2 separate regions of the Anser cygnoides genome follow, and region 1 is linked to region 2. The links are chromatin contacts, called in public Hi-C maps. All regions are on one chromosome and are shown on one strand. Each heading gives the region's core, a stretch centred on a gene start, on an enhancer-like site or on the middle of the called end of the contact. The rest is flanking DNA. Distances are from core to core; before and after follow the strand shown.

What was found. Hi-C and Micro-C count contacts between places; a contact is called where the count stands out from the background.
Region 1: a contact with region 2 is called in a Hi-C map of liver, with 2.6 times the contacts expected there. The contact joins two enhancer-like sites. A contact is called at or near these places in 2 of 7 Hi-C or Micro-C datasets (both in liver).

Annotation. Positions count from the first base shown.
Region 1 is chr2:90,240,833-90,243,532 of Taihu_goose_T2T_genome, reverse strand. All of the region lies in intron 9 of COBL (cordon-bleu WH2 repeat protein), which reads left to right. Among named protein-coding and RNA genes, the nearest start is that of COBL, 94 kb to the left of the region's middle. Within about 2 kb of position 1,417, at least 2 of the 3 cell types and tissues checked have open chromatin away from gene starts, as enhancers often do. A contact at or near this core is called in liver, where this site is marked.
Region 2 is chr2:89,889,538-89,892,237 of Taihu_goose_T2T_genome, reverse strand. All of the region lies in intron 12 of DDC (dopa decarboxylase), which reads left to right. Among named protein-coding and RNA genes, the nearest start is that of FIGNL1, 12 kb to the right of the region's middle. Within about 2 kb of position 1,372, at least 3 of the 3 cell types and tissues checked have open chromatin away from gene starts, as enhancers often do. A contact at or near this core is called in liver, where this site is marked.

The DNA of each region.
Region 1 (2,700 bases), core at 168-2,667, 350 kb before region 2:
AACATCAATAACATTCCTGATCTTTTGCAATAATCCAGTTGCTTCTGGCTGTGAGTTCATGGATCACCTGCCAACTGTTTCTGAACAGATTATGCTACCTGCCTTGGGAATAATACCACAATTTACCATCTGGTGAGATCATGATAGTATCACTTGACCTCCACATGTGGTCTCTGTCAAGCACTTCATTGAAATCTGGCAAGACATCAGGGCCCGAACATACTGTTCTATGCAGCCCTGAATTTTGGCAGGGTTGCAACATTTAGTAAGTAAACTTCATCTGGCTTGCAAGTCACAGACAAATAGGACAGGCTGATGTCATCGTAAGCTTTAACTCTCATTAAAGAGAAAGTATGTGTTGAGTAATTATTAGACTTTGTCGGTTAAGGTATTTAGGGGAAGTTAAATAGACAGATAATTTTAAGCTGCAAGGTTTCTAAAGAACTGGCATTCAGTAAGCAGTGAAAAATGACCCTTGCTTAATTTAGAAACTGGGTTTGTATCACTCTTCAGATTTCACTTGTAACTCTACCTTTCTTATATCTTAAATTAGAAAGGTAAATATTTATATACTAGAAAAGTTAACTAAGTAAATGTATGCTGTGTAAATCAGGTTTAATTGCATTCTGGTCATTTTTTAGCCAAATAAGAAAACAAGGAGAAACATCACAAATAGATATAATCTAGTAAAAACTGTTCACTGCTTTCTAAAGCTTTTTTTTTGTTTGAGTTAATTCACAGTCAAGCCATGAAAGTAATAAAAACAGAGAGAGGGGAATGCAAATCCAGTTCATTTGACTGCATGACACTTCAGTTTTTCATCTCTTTGAAGAACGAACAGTGTAGGTCAACCAAAGGTACGGGTATGTTGTTCTGTTTGCTGTGTGCCCACCTTAACCAGGACATCAGGGTTCAGCAGACTGTCCCCGAGCCCTGCTGAGCTGCGTGTTGCTGCCACTTCCAGGCAAGGATAGGAAGCAGAATGCCATGGTGGGTTTCTCAAACCAAGGTTTGTGGCAGAGCCCATTCATCGTTTTGGGTGATAAAAATCTTATACTTGTGAGGAGTGGCTTGGCGTAGAGCTGTGTTATGCTACAGTCCATAGTAACACGTCTAACCTACACCGTGATACCATTTTGCTATTCCACCTTCTCGTTGGTTTCTCAAGATCATGGAAGTAGGGCTTTCTGGCTGCCCTTTGTAAGCCCTGGAAGGAGCTAGACTGAGTGGAAATTTGCAGGGAGGAGCAGGAAATGATGACATGAAACTATCACTTGACTTACTGCCCAAAACATGTTTCCCAGCCATTTTGTGTGTTTGCAGACAGAGGGGGCTTGTCCAAGGAAGGCGAATACTGCAGATAAATCCGGTGTGCTCTTTTCTAAATTGAGAATAATTGTAAGGATGTTGCTTAGGATTTGGTGCTGTTCTAAGCACTAGAAATTCCCATCGAATTTCTCTGAAGGAGAAAATTCTAAGTGTAAAGGAAAACCTAAGCTCCAGAGAGGTATGTAGTTTAGTGGCAGCAGAAAGGGTATGGTTTTCCTTGCTTCTGGTAGAATGTTTGTGTGATTGCAATCCACTTTCTGGCCCTAACATGTTAGATTACAGCCCATCCTTTTAGCAGAAAATTGGACAAAGATGCAAACTAAATTTTTCAGATCTTCAGCTGGCTTATGACGTTTCTCAGATTTTTAGGGACAGAACAACAGACCGACTAGTCAACCAGCCTGTAATCCTGAATGTGATACGGAGGAAGAAAATATTATACGTAAAACCCTCATGCCAGGGCCTTTCCTAAAGGCACTAGTGGCTCAAGGAGGTATGACAGACACCTATCAAATTCATTCATAAAGTTGCCAGAAGAAATATTAAGCTACGGTCCAACTGTGTATTTTAAACTCTAATTAATGCTCAATTGTTCTATTCAAATTTATTGCTCTAACTGAAAAGATAAGCACAAACATTAAAAGAAAATTTTGAGTTTGTTTTTTTTTTTTCCTTTTTTTGTTTTACTTCACAGGCTATTTCTAGAAGAGAAATCAATCTTAATAGCAAATCAGTTTGTGGTGGTTTAAAATATGAATTTGAAGTGACTGAGGTTTTTGATTTTTTTCCCCTAAATGAAGACATAAATGAGGAGGATTACATTGTATTCAGAGAAACAGAGGAAGTTCAATTCTCTGCCAAAACAAACATCCGCAGACTTGTGTAGTCTACATGTTTCAATGCATGTGAAAGCATTTGCTGCTGTAGAGTGACTTCCTTGAGTGGAAATAATATTCCAGCTAGTAATGAGATTTTGCAAAAGAAGGAAATCACAGCTATCTTAGTAATTTAACATCTCAAATTTGTTTATGGATAGTTTCCTGTCTGACACATTTAGCTGAACAAGTTAAAGTGTTTAAAGAAGATTAGAATGACATTAATTTTTAACTGCCCTTGACCATGACATTTCACAAAGGGTGTGTTCAATAAAAACAGACGGAAAAATGAGCTTGCCCCTTCACCTTGTAGTGGCTTTCTTGTGTCAACTGATTTAGCTTTCTGTCGCCAATCAACTGAGCATTCAAGGACATCCTTGACTTTTGTCTTTTTCATTTTATGAATAAAAACAGCACAAAAGCGTAGCAATTTCTGTAAAATCCAGTAATGCTAACCTTTTTATCTGTTATTAATACTGAGCTGTTTTTGCAGCCA
Region 2 (2,700 bases), core at 123-2,622:
GATGCTTTATTATCCTTATGGCAATTTGATAGATGCCCTTCCAATGAAAAAAATGATGCATGGTTTGTTACTGCTTTACTAGACTGCCATTACAGTTTCTAGAGCTTTGCTCTCTCAGGTTAGATTTCTGGAGACGACAGTTATTTCAGAATGATGCCAAGGTTTTAAGTAGGGCTAAATCCCTCACTGGGAAAACAGAGGATTGGAAGCCCCATGTTGATGACACGGCCTTTCTCAGGCAGGTTTCCACAATTCAGTATTCACGTTCAACAAGATGCTTCACAGTTCTCTCATTCCCTGTCTCCCAGACATTTCCCTGGCTGTCCAGCCAAAAAGTGCTTGTCTTCCCATTACCGTAGCTGGTTTTGTATTTTCTATGACAACACAGTTTGGTAAGGCAAAGCAAATCAATCCTTTCCTAAAGATACTGACTCTAAAGTTGGAACCCTCTTATGTTCCCTTATTTGCAAAGATAATTCGGAAAACTAGATTTCCAAGGCCTCCTTGAATTGTGCGTGTGTTTAATAGTTCATTAAAGACTAAAGTGTTCCCTGGTACACAGAGGAAAAAAAGTTATGACCTTACGTTTGCAACTTTGGAAAAATATTAAGGGTAATTAAGTGCAGAATTTGACTCAATGTATAATTACAGAGTCACAGAATCATAAAGGTTGGAAAAGACCTCCAAGATCATCTGGTCCAACCATCCCCCCACCACCACTATCACCCACTAAACCATGTCCCCAAGCACCAGGTCCAACCTTTCCTTAAACACTCCCAGGGGCGGTGACACCACCACCTCCCTGGGCAACCCGTTCCAGTGCCTGACTGATCCACCAAACTGGAACCATTAAGTTAGTTCCTCCTCACCCCCTGCCCGGATTACTCATTAAACTGTACTGATTAAATTCAGTGGGCTTCAAACCTGTTTCAAAACAAACAAACATTTCTACCTCTTTCAGTTCAAAGTTTGTTCTTTTTTTTTTCTTTTTTTTTTTTTCTTTTAGTAGTAACGTTTAGAAAAAAAAAAAAAAAGGTTGTTTATTATGTTGCAACCTTTAAGGTCTGCATCAAAATGACCGGATAACCACCGCAGCTTGGTATTTGCTTGTACTGAGACAGGCATTTAGGAACCAAAATATTCCTAGGAGATGAGAATGAGTGACTTTGATTTAGATATAGTAACTTTTTTGTTTTCCAAACCTTCCAGTTATGCACTTTCTTCCCACACAACATGTAATATTAACCTATTGCAAAGTATAGGTTTTAGAGCAGTGGTAAAGGGGAGGGCGGTCATCTCAGAAGGATGTGGGGAGAGAAAAATACAAATTTTGGAGGTAAGTCCCAAAGCTGTGGAGGAGATGTACAAAGAGGGCAAAAGCAACAACAGTCCTCTGGACTGATTCCAAACAGTCAGTATAAATGTGAAACCCCCAAAGTCCATTTGTAAATGGCACATTTGTAAACTGCTTGGCCATGTATTATTTCTTTGTCCTTTTAAGTCATCTCAAAGAGCTCAGAAGTCATCTGAGAAATTTAGAGGTTAATGCTTTCGTAGGTAATCCCCAGGAACATTCTGAGTCAGTTAAATCCTGTGGAGGTCCAGAAGAAATCAGTGTACCACATTCTCCCTTTCTCACCGACAAAAATGAATTCTATTAACAATTAACAGCTGAGATCAAGAAACTGGAACTGTACAGAACAGCAGTCCCAGAGATAGCACTGCAGCTGGGCAGTGGCATCGTCCGAGTGGCTGTTTAGAGGACACTTTTTGCAGCATCTTCATTCATTCTAGTGAGATGTGAGCTAAAGCAGGCAGAGAGGTGAAATCTGTAGAAGAAAAGTATGAAGTGATCAAGGCTGTGCAAGTATGTGTACTTGCATATACACATTATTGCACTCTGATGCTTCTGAGAAACTCCCTTGTATCAAAAACTGTTTTAGTTCTGGAAGGAGTTGCCCGACTATTCCATTCTCAATTGAAACATTTAAATGCAACAGCCCATATCTGTATATGTGCTTCTATTTTTCTGTATATGCACACATATACATACTTAAATACAGATTTTTTTAAATAAGAACCACATCTTAACACCTCACAAGTGCACTGCTCCCATGAGTAAGACATTTCCCCTAATCCTGAATAATCACATTACTTAGATCCCCTTTTTTGCTTTCTCAATGCAAAAGGGCAATGGTTATTTACCTGAGATAGAGGGACACAAAAATCCCTTGCCGTACCCATGCCCAGAGAGGGGTTACAGCTCTTCCAGTCGAGAGAGGCAGGTGTGACGCTTCACAGAGTTTGAACTTCCAGGGTTAATAACGTTTAACTTTATTGGATTTATTTATGTTTGGTTGCAACAATCTTTGTAAAAGCAATTCAGGATATTAGCTTACGGTTCAAAGGTGCAGGGCCTTGGGTCACTGTGCTAAGCAAAGCTGGGGGGGAGGAAAGCTAAGCAAGTGAAACTTGTTAGTTCCTCCTTTCTCTACTTCTCAGTCCTGCCTGTAAAAATCTAAAACACTTGGTGCCCCCCGGTGGCTTTTCAAATTATTGCTACTTGATAAAGCTTGCTACGAAAAAAATGACTTCCATACAGAATGCTTCCAGCATTTTAATTTGTGTTTTACTGAATACGCTATATTTTTCCTTGCTTTTATTTCTTTCAAATCCTTTAGCGCAAAAAATTGGAAATAC